2 separate regions of the Mus musculus genome follow, and region 1 is linked to region 2. Evidence: chromatin contacts called from public HiChIP or PLAC-seq data. All regions are on one chromosome and are shown on one strand. The core of a region is the stretch at or near the end of the contact, and the rest is flanking DNA. Distances in the headings are between cores, read along the strand shown. Region 1 holds the start of Tdrd6 (tudor domain containing 6). Region 2 overlaps Tnfrsf21 (tumor necrosis factor receptor superfamily, member 21).

The links. HiChIP or PLAC-seq counts read pairs in DNA pulled down with a chosen protein or histone mark.
Region 1: a contact with region 2 is called in an H3K27ac HiChIP or PLAC-seq map of embryonic stem cells, with 8 read pairs. The contact joins the promoter of Tdrd6 here to the enhancer-like site in region 2. A contact is called at or near these places in 2 of 39 promoter capture datasets (cranial neural crest and liver), 3 of 115 datasets of contacts at active chromatin or transcription factors (embryonic stem cells and large pre-B cells) and 2 of 9 other capture datasets (embryonic stem cells and liver).

The regions. Positions count from the first base shown.
Region 1 is chr17:43,628,946-43,632,265 of GRCm38.p6, forward strand. It overlaps Tdrd6 (tudor domain containing 6), which reads right to left and starts at 1,354. Exons shown (of 5, transcript NM_001161366.1): 1 at 1-1,354. The coding sequence starts at 1,210.
Region 2 is chr17:43,034,715-43,038,070 of GRCm38.p6, forward strand. It overlaps Tnfrsf21 (tumor necrosis factor receptor superfamily, member 21), which reads left to right. Exons shown (of 6, transcript NM_178589.3): 2 at 2,881-3,356. Among named protein-coding and RNA genes, the nearest start is that of Tnfrsf21, 20 kb to the left of the region's middle. Within about 2 kb of position 1,602, at least 36 of the 459 cell types and tissues checked have an H3K27ac peak or open chromatin away from gene starts, as enhancers often do. A contact at or near this core is called in embryonic stem cells, where this site is marked.

The DNA.
Region 1 (3,320 bases), core at 104-2,603, 590 kb after region 2:
CTGCCTGGCCCAGGATCAGAGCTTTCAGATCACCTACTTGGGACCGGGACCAGCCTCTCCCGCAGTCCCAGAGTCCGTACAACGCACAAGGGTAGGTCACCACAGGCATTCGAAAATACTCCGGCAGCAGATAGCGGAGGCTGCTGCAGCTTACTAGTTCTTTCCTTCCGTAATCGACGTGAAGCACCTGAGCACAGCGCTGAGGCCTGAAGGTCTCAAGCAAGAGAGCCCGGTACCACTGTCCGTCCAAGCCACAGGAAGCACATGGAGATCCCGGTTTGTCAGGGCTCTCCTCCCTCTCCTCCCAGGTGGCACTGCCAGAGTCCTCATCATCTGTCCCCACAGGCGCCCGGTATACCTGGGCCATGCTCTCAGAGAGACGGTGGATCTCCTGCGAGAGGCTCCGCAGTTGACAGTGAATTCGGTGGGGATGGCATACTTGGGTTACTACCACCGGCTCCGTCACTCCCAGCTGCAGTTGGGGATAAAAGTAATCCAACCCAGGATGCTCTTGTTTGGGCGCGGCTCGCGGGAGAACTGGAGCTCCGGAGCTGCCCTGCCCTGCCGCAGTCAGGTAGCGTTTGAGCAGCGAACAGAAGAGGCTGTCCGGCACTTGCCGGGCCAGACCCAGCTCCTCCATCTGCTGAGACACAACTGGCACCTCCAGCAGCACCAGGCGATGGAGGAGCAACACATCCAGGACCCGTCCGTGCACCTCCTTGCCCTGCAGGTTGCTAAGGAAATCCACAGCCCTGGGGGACCATTGCTGGGGTTCGCCACCGCCAGTGCCACCACCGCCCGCGGGCACCAGCCCTGCTAGCACACAGCCCAGCACCTCGGAGGGCAGGTGGAAGAACTCGCTACGCCCTGGCGCCAGCGAGCCCGCGCCCGCCGTGATGGTGCGGCCCTCATCCAGCAGGAAGACGCGGCTGTCTTGCGCCTGGCGGCTGACCACGCGGCAGCGGTGCCACATGAGCCCCACCTGCACCAGGCACAGCTCTCCCGGCGATGCCGACGCCCCACCCAGCGCCCAGGGACCGCGCGTGGCTGCTGCCTCCTGGATCTCCCGGCTCAGCCGCACGTACTCCTCCCGCCGCTGACCCACCAGTCCCCACAGCTGCACTGGGATCACCTCGGGATGCACGTCCACGAAGGACACCCGCAGGGCCAGCGAGGCCCCGGGAGTGGGCAGCCCCGGAGTCGAACTCATGGCTGCGGCCAACCGAGAGCTGCTCCGAGCGTCCGGAGACGGTCCCACCGGGCCAGGTCCGGGGCACCGAGGCAAGGGGAAGGACGCCCGGAGAGGCGATCCTTCGTCCAGGCGCCCGGCGCAGGGCCTCGGGGACTCGCGACTGGTAGCAGCCGGCGGCCGGCCAACCGCCCACAGTGCCTCGCAGGCTCAGATAGCGCGTGGCTGCCTGCCTTCTCGGCGCGGGGGGTTTCAAGGCGACCAAGGGGTGGCTTCCTGGCGCAGGGGACGCCTGGGGACTACCAGCAAGCCTGTGCGGGACAGGGTTAGGATGTGCACTGCTTCTTTCCAGGATGCTTTTGACTCCGGGGGAGTTCAGTGGCAATGCCTGGCAGAGATCCAGTAGGATCGCAGGGGCTGGACTCCCCCTCGGTTTCAATTTTCTCACAGTGGATGGAGCACCGAGCGCCAAGCACGGTGCCAGCCATTGGAGTTCTCGAAGAGAAACTGGGAAGGGGAAAAAAATGGATGCGTCAACGGTGCCTTCCTGGGCGTTGAGGCTGGAACTTTCCTGGTTCTAGGCAAGGCCTAGTTCAGGCCCAGCAGTGCGCTTGCGCCTTGCAGGGCCCGGATGAATTTTTCCCCCCACCTGGTGCGTTGGAGACCTGGAGCAGGTTGCCAGAGCCTCTGTAATCTATGACCCTGTTTCGTGTCTGAATGACAGATCCCTTTAGGCGCTTAATATAAAGTCTGAGGTCTACGGTTTCTTCTCAGCACTTTGTCTGGCATGGCTTTCTTCCCTCCTTCCCTTGTTGCCTAGCTACATGCAGCTAGGGCACCTAACTTTGAAGATAGATACTCTATGGATTCAAAGTGAGCACACAAGTAGATCCACCCCGCAGCACACATATCACCCCCCCACCCCCCCAAACCAAGAGGACTGGGTTATTTCTGCAAACTCTTGGCCTGTCTATTGTATCAAATGTCTTCGCCTAATTTACCATAGAAATCTCTGACAAGGGTGATAGAAGCGGTATGGAAAATGCAGGTATAATTTGAGGTGCGCCTACTAGTCAATTGCATTCGATTTGTTGTGCATTCGCAAAGTTGTATACATCCCCAGAGGACTTTCCGGTTTGCCTATACATCTCATCTCACTTCAGGTTTCAGAATACAAGAAAACAAGACAGCGCTTAATTGTGCCCCTGGCCTAACTAAATTGCAGTGGGTTCCAGATTAGAAGCTACCTACGCTTGTAATCTCCTCGAACGGTTTCTTTCCCCATCATTGTGTTGCAAATTGTTATCTGATTTCCCACTAGCCCACATGGGGGGGGGGGAGGAAATGAAATGCACAGTAGCTATTGAATGAACAAATCTGATTTTCCGAAGCTTTCGCTTCTCCACGTTGAGCTTATCCTTGAAAAGTTCATTTTCATTTCCTCCTTTTCCCCAATTCTTTTTTTTTTTTTCTCTTTATGGAAGAAAAACACACATTGAATTAAAATAAATCCTTAGCAGGGATCTGGAGAGACGGCTCAGAGGTTAAGATGATCTACTGCCCTTGCAGAGGATACAGTTTCAAATCCTATCCTTCTATCCACCATGGGTAGCTCACAACTGCTTACAACTCTGGCTCTAGATAATCGTATGCCCTCTTCTGGACTCCATGAACACACACACACACACACACACACACACACACACACACACACACAAATAAATCTTGGGACTGGAAAGTTGGGTTAGAAGACCTCAGTACTCACATGGTTGCTTACAATTATCTTTAAATCCAGTTCCAAGGAATCTTGGGTTTTTGAAGGCAGAAATTCTGGCATCTCACTTTAAGGGATGGAGAGTAACTGCTTGCAAGCAAGCAGTTCAACAGAAGCGAAGATGAAGTTAGCTAAGACATCTTCACCTTGGATTCCTAAATAGAGTTAGATACATTTCCTAGGGAGTCTCCATCAAGGAGACCAAACTTGAAATGGCTTCCACCAGAATACAAGCTGGAGGAGCCTCTGTATTGTCTTGCCCCAGCACACTGTGCAGTCCATAATATCTTGAAACTTTTGATTATTTCCCTTACTATCACAGTGTGATCGCCATCAAAGTAGGAACTCTTACTTATT
Region 2 (3,356 bases), core at 352-2,851:
ACTCTTCCCGGGCAATTTCAGTTTTATACTCAAAAGCCGGAAACTATGTTAGATCTCTCTGACCTGTCTTAGCCATGTCTATACACATGGTGGGGGTTGGGAGAGGAATCAAGGGTCTTAATTGGAAGGACCCAGCCTCGGTTTTCTTGACTCTCACTATCCATGACCTTGTCTCCCCTTTCCCATTTGTTTGTCTTCTCCTCTAGGGTTAGCTTTCACTATAATCTTTTTATATTGTGCAGGGGCCATCTTTAAATATTGTCTTCCATTTGGTCTATTTCTGCCCAGATCCATGGGGTTAGAGGGAAGAGCTAATGTGTGAGGTGCACATATGTGCATGTGTGGATGTGCGTGCGTGCGTGCGTATATGTGTGTGAACTATGTATGTATGTATGTATGTATGTAGAGGCATGTTCTCAGGTAGCTCAAGTGACTCTCAAACTTGACGTGTAGCCAAAGATAGCCTTGAACTCCTGATCCTCCTACCTCAGCTTCTCAAGTGTTGGGTTTACAAACTTGCGCCATCACAAGGGGATATTGTTTTGTTTTGGGACAAAGTTTCTTTATGTAGCTCAGACTGGTCTGGATCCTGTGATCCTCTTGTCTGAGTCTCCCTAGTACCGGCAAGTACTTCCACAACTTGGAAGGGGAAACTCTTGTTTAGATACAGTTTTTCCTTCTTCTTCTTTAAATAGCACAGTGGGATTAGCTATTGACTCTGGAATTGGGAGAGACTTTAGAGGACCCTGTAGTCTTGTTTGAGTAATAAGCTCTGCTCTCAACAGGCCTTCCCTCTGATTAGGCTTTGCAAAGCAGAGCTGCTCTGTTTGAGACAGAAGTGAGGGGGCTTGGAGCCTACCTCCCATTGCTCCTTGGCAAGAGGCAGCCCTGTGATTTTTGTCCAGTTCAGCGCTTGCTTCTTGTCCCACTGGTTTCTTCCTCCATCCACTTCGCTAAACACAGTTAATTCACACTCTCCTTTATTCTGTTTGCAGGAGATAGATGAGGTAATTTTATAGGTCAGCATTATAGTCCCTTAAAAACTGATAAAGGAGCCAGGCATGGTTGTGCAAACTAGCCCAGCTCCGTGGCTCATACCTGTAATCCCAGCAGCAACTGGAGAGTCTGAGTCAGGATTTCCACGAGGCCAGCCTGGGTTATAAAATAAGACTCTATCTCAAAACAAAATATCTTCAAAATAATTTTACCCCCACGAAATCAAGAATCCCAAATGGAGCAAGCATGGTATAGAGTGTAGGGAATGTGCAGTTGCTGGGTGGGGTTTGAACACAGCTAAGTGACCCCAACAAGTCAGACATCAGGAAAGAACCTACCATCCCTGTCTTAGAACAAAAGTCTGGACCCTTGTCTAGTCTGGTGGGTGTTGTCAGCAATGTGCACACTCAGGGTGGCTCCCTGGATCAGGAGCCCTGGGTGGGGAAGGCTGGGGTTGAGGCTCCATTTCCTAGAGCTTTGTGTATCTCCCCAGGGTGCACACTTTTGAGTCTACAGTGGGGGTGGGGCACTAATCTTGTACTCGGGCTCCATTGGACAGATGGTTTCCTCCACCCTGGGCATCTGCTGAACTCCGGATAGGGTGTCTGGGCTGGTTGTGCAAGTAGAGGGAGCAGGAAAAGGAAGGGCCAAGCCAAACGCTGAGAGAGGAGACTTACCACCAAGTAGCAGGATCTTCTCTTTCTCAATTTCCAATATGAAATTAAATTTCCCAACAAGAAAACCAACCACTATCCATCGCCAACCACCTCTGCCCCTACTTTCAGACTCAGAAGGAAGAAAACTAAGTATATCGTAAACTCTAAGGAGGAAACCTCAAGAACCGGTGAGAGGCGGGGAAGTACCCTGGCCCCACATAACTGTGGGGTTGGGAAAAGAATAGACTGGGGTCAAGTTTCGAGATGCTAAGAAGACAGACTCTTGATCACCTTGCAAGCAGTTTTTTTTCTTTTTCTTTTGCTTTGTTCTTTCAGTTACCGATGTAGCTGTAAATCTGTAAATCTAGAAGGAATTTGTTCGGTAGCTGGTAGCTTGGGGCAGCCATGATTTTCATACAAATTTCTCCATCTCACTGAGGATGGCAAAGACTATCAGGGCCTTCATTTTGACAGCCCCAGGGAAGCAGTCACTCTAGTCTTTTGCTCCCTGCTTCTCTTTCACAGCATCTCAGGACTTGGAACTTGGGATACCCCCAGGTGTGTGTGTGTGTGTGTGTGTGTGTGTGTGTGTGTGTGTGTGTGTGTGTGTGGTTTGTCCAGACAGGGTGTCTCCATGTAGCCCTGGCTATCTTAGAACTCAATTGGTAGACCAGACTAGCTCCAAACTCAGAGATCCGCCTGCTTCTGCCTCCCAAGTGCTGGGATTAAAGGCATATGCTACCACACCCAACGGGTCCTCCAAGTTTTTAATCTGGAAGTTGGTGAAACTCTGACCTGCTGGGTGAAGTTTTTATTTTAGAACATGAACACTGAGTTATTCTTGCTGGACCCAAGCTCAATGGGTAGATTTCTCAATGGATGCCTGCAGGGATTGTGTCTATCGGTTGTGGCCTTCAGAGACTGGACAAACTGCGTTTGAATCTAAAAGCACCAGCTCCATTGTTTAATGCACATAACAGGACTGTCAAAAGTATGGCTGTTTGTTAAAACAAAACAAAACAAAACAAAACAAAACAAAAGTTTATCATCAGGTATGCAGGTGCTATAGAAATGACAACTTTGGCACACACCTCCCTCTTTCTGATGTCAAGTTGGTGTGGTACCCGCCAGATCTTGAACAGTGGTGATGACCTGTTATTGCTGTTGCTGTTGCTGTTGCTCTGTTCGCCTCTGCTCCTCTATCTGACACCTCTCTTATTTCTTTCAGCTTGGATTCCTCAGCACCATCACAGCTCAACCAGAACAAAAGACTCTGAGTCTCCCTGGCACCTACCGCCATGTTGACCGTACCACTGGCCAGGTGCTAACCTGCGACAAGTGCCCAGCAGGAACGTACGTCTCCGAGCACTGTACCAACATGAGCCTGCGAGTCTGCAGCAGCTGCCCCGCGGGGACCTTTACCAGGCACGAGAACGGCATAGAGAGATGCCATGACTGTAGTCAGCCATGTCCATGGCCGATGATTGAGAGATTACCTTGTGCTGCCTTGACTGACCGAGAGTGCATCTGCCCACCTGGAATGTATCAGTCTAATGGTACCTGCGCTCCCCATACAGTGTGCCCCGTGGGCTGGGGTGTGCGGAAGAAAGGGACAGAGAATGAAGATGTGCGCTGTAAGCAGTGCGCTCGGGGTACCTTCTCTGACGTGCCTTCCAGTGTGATGAAGTGTAAAGCTCACACGGA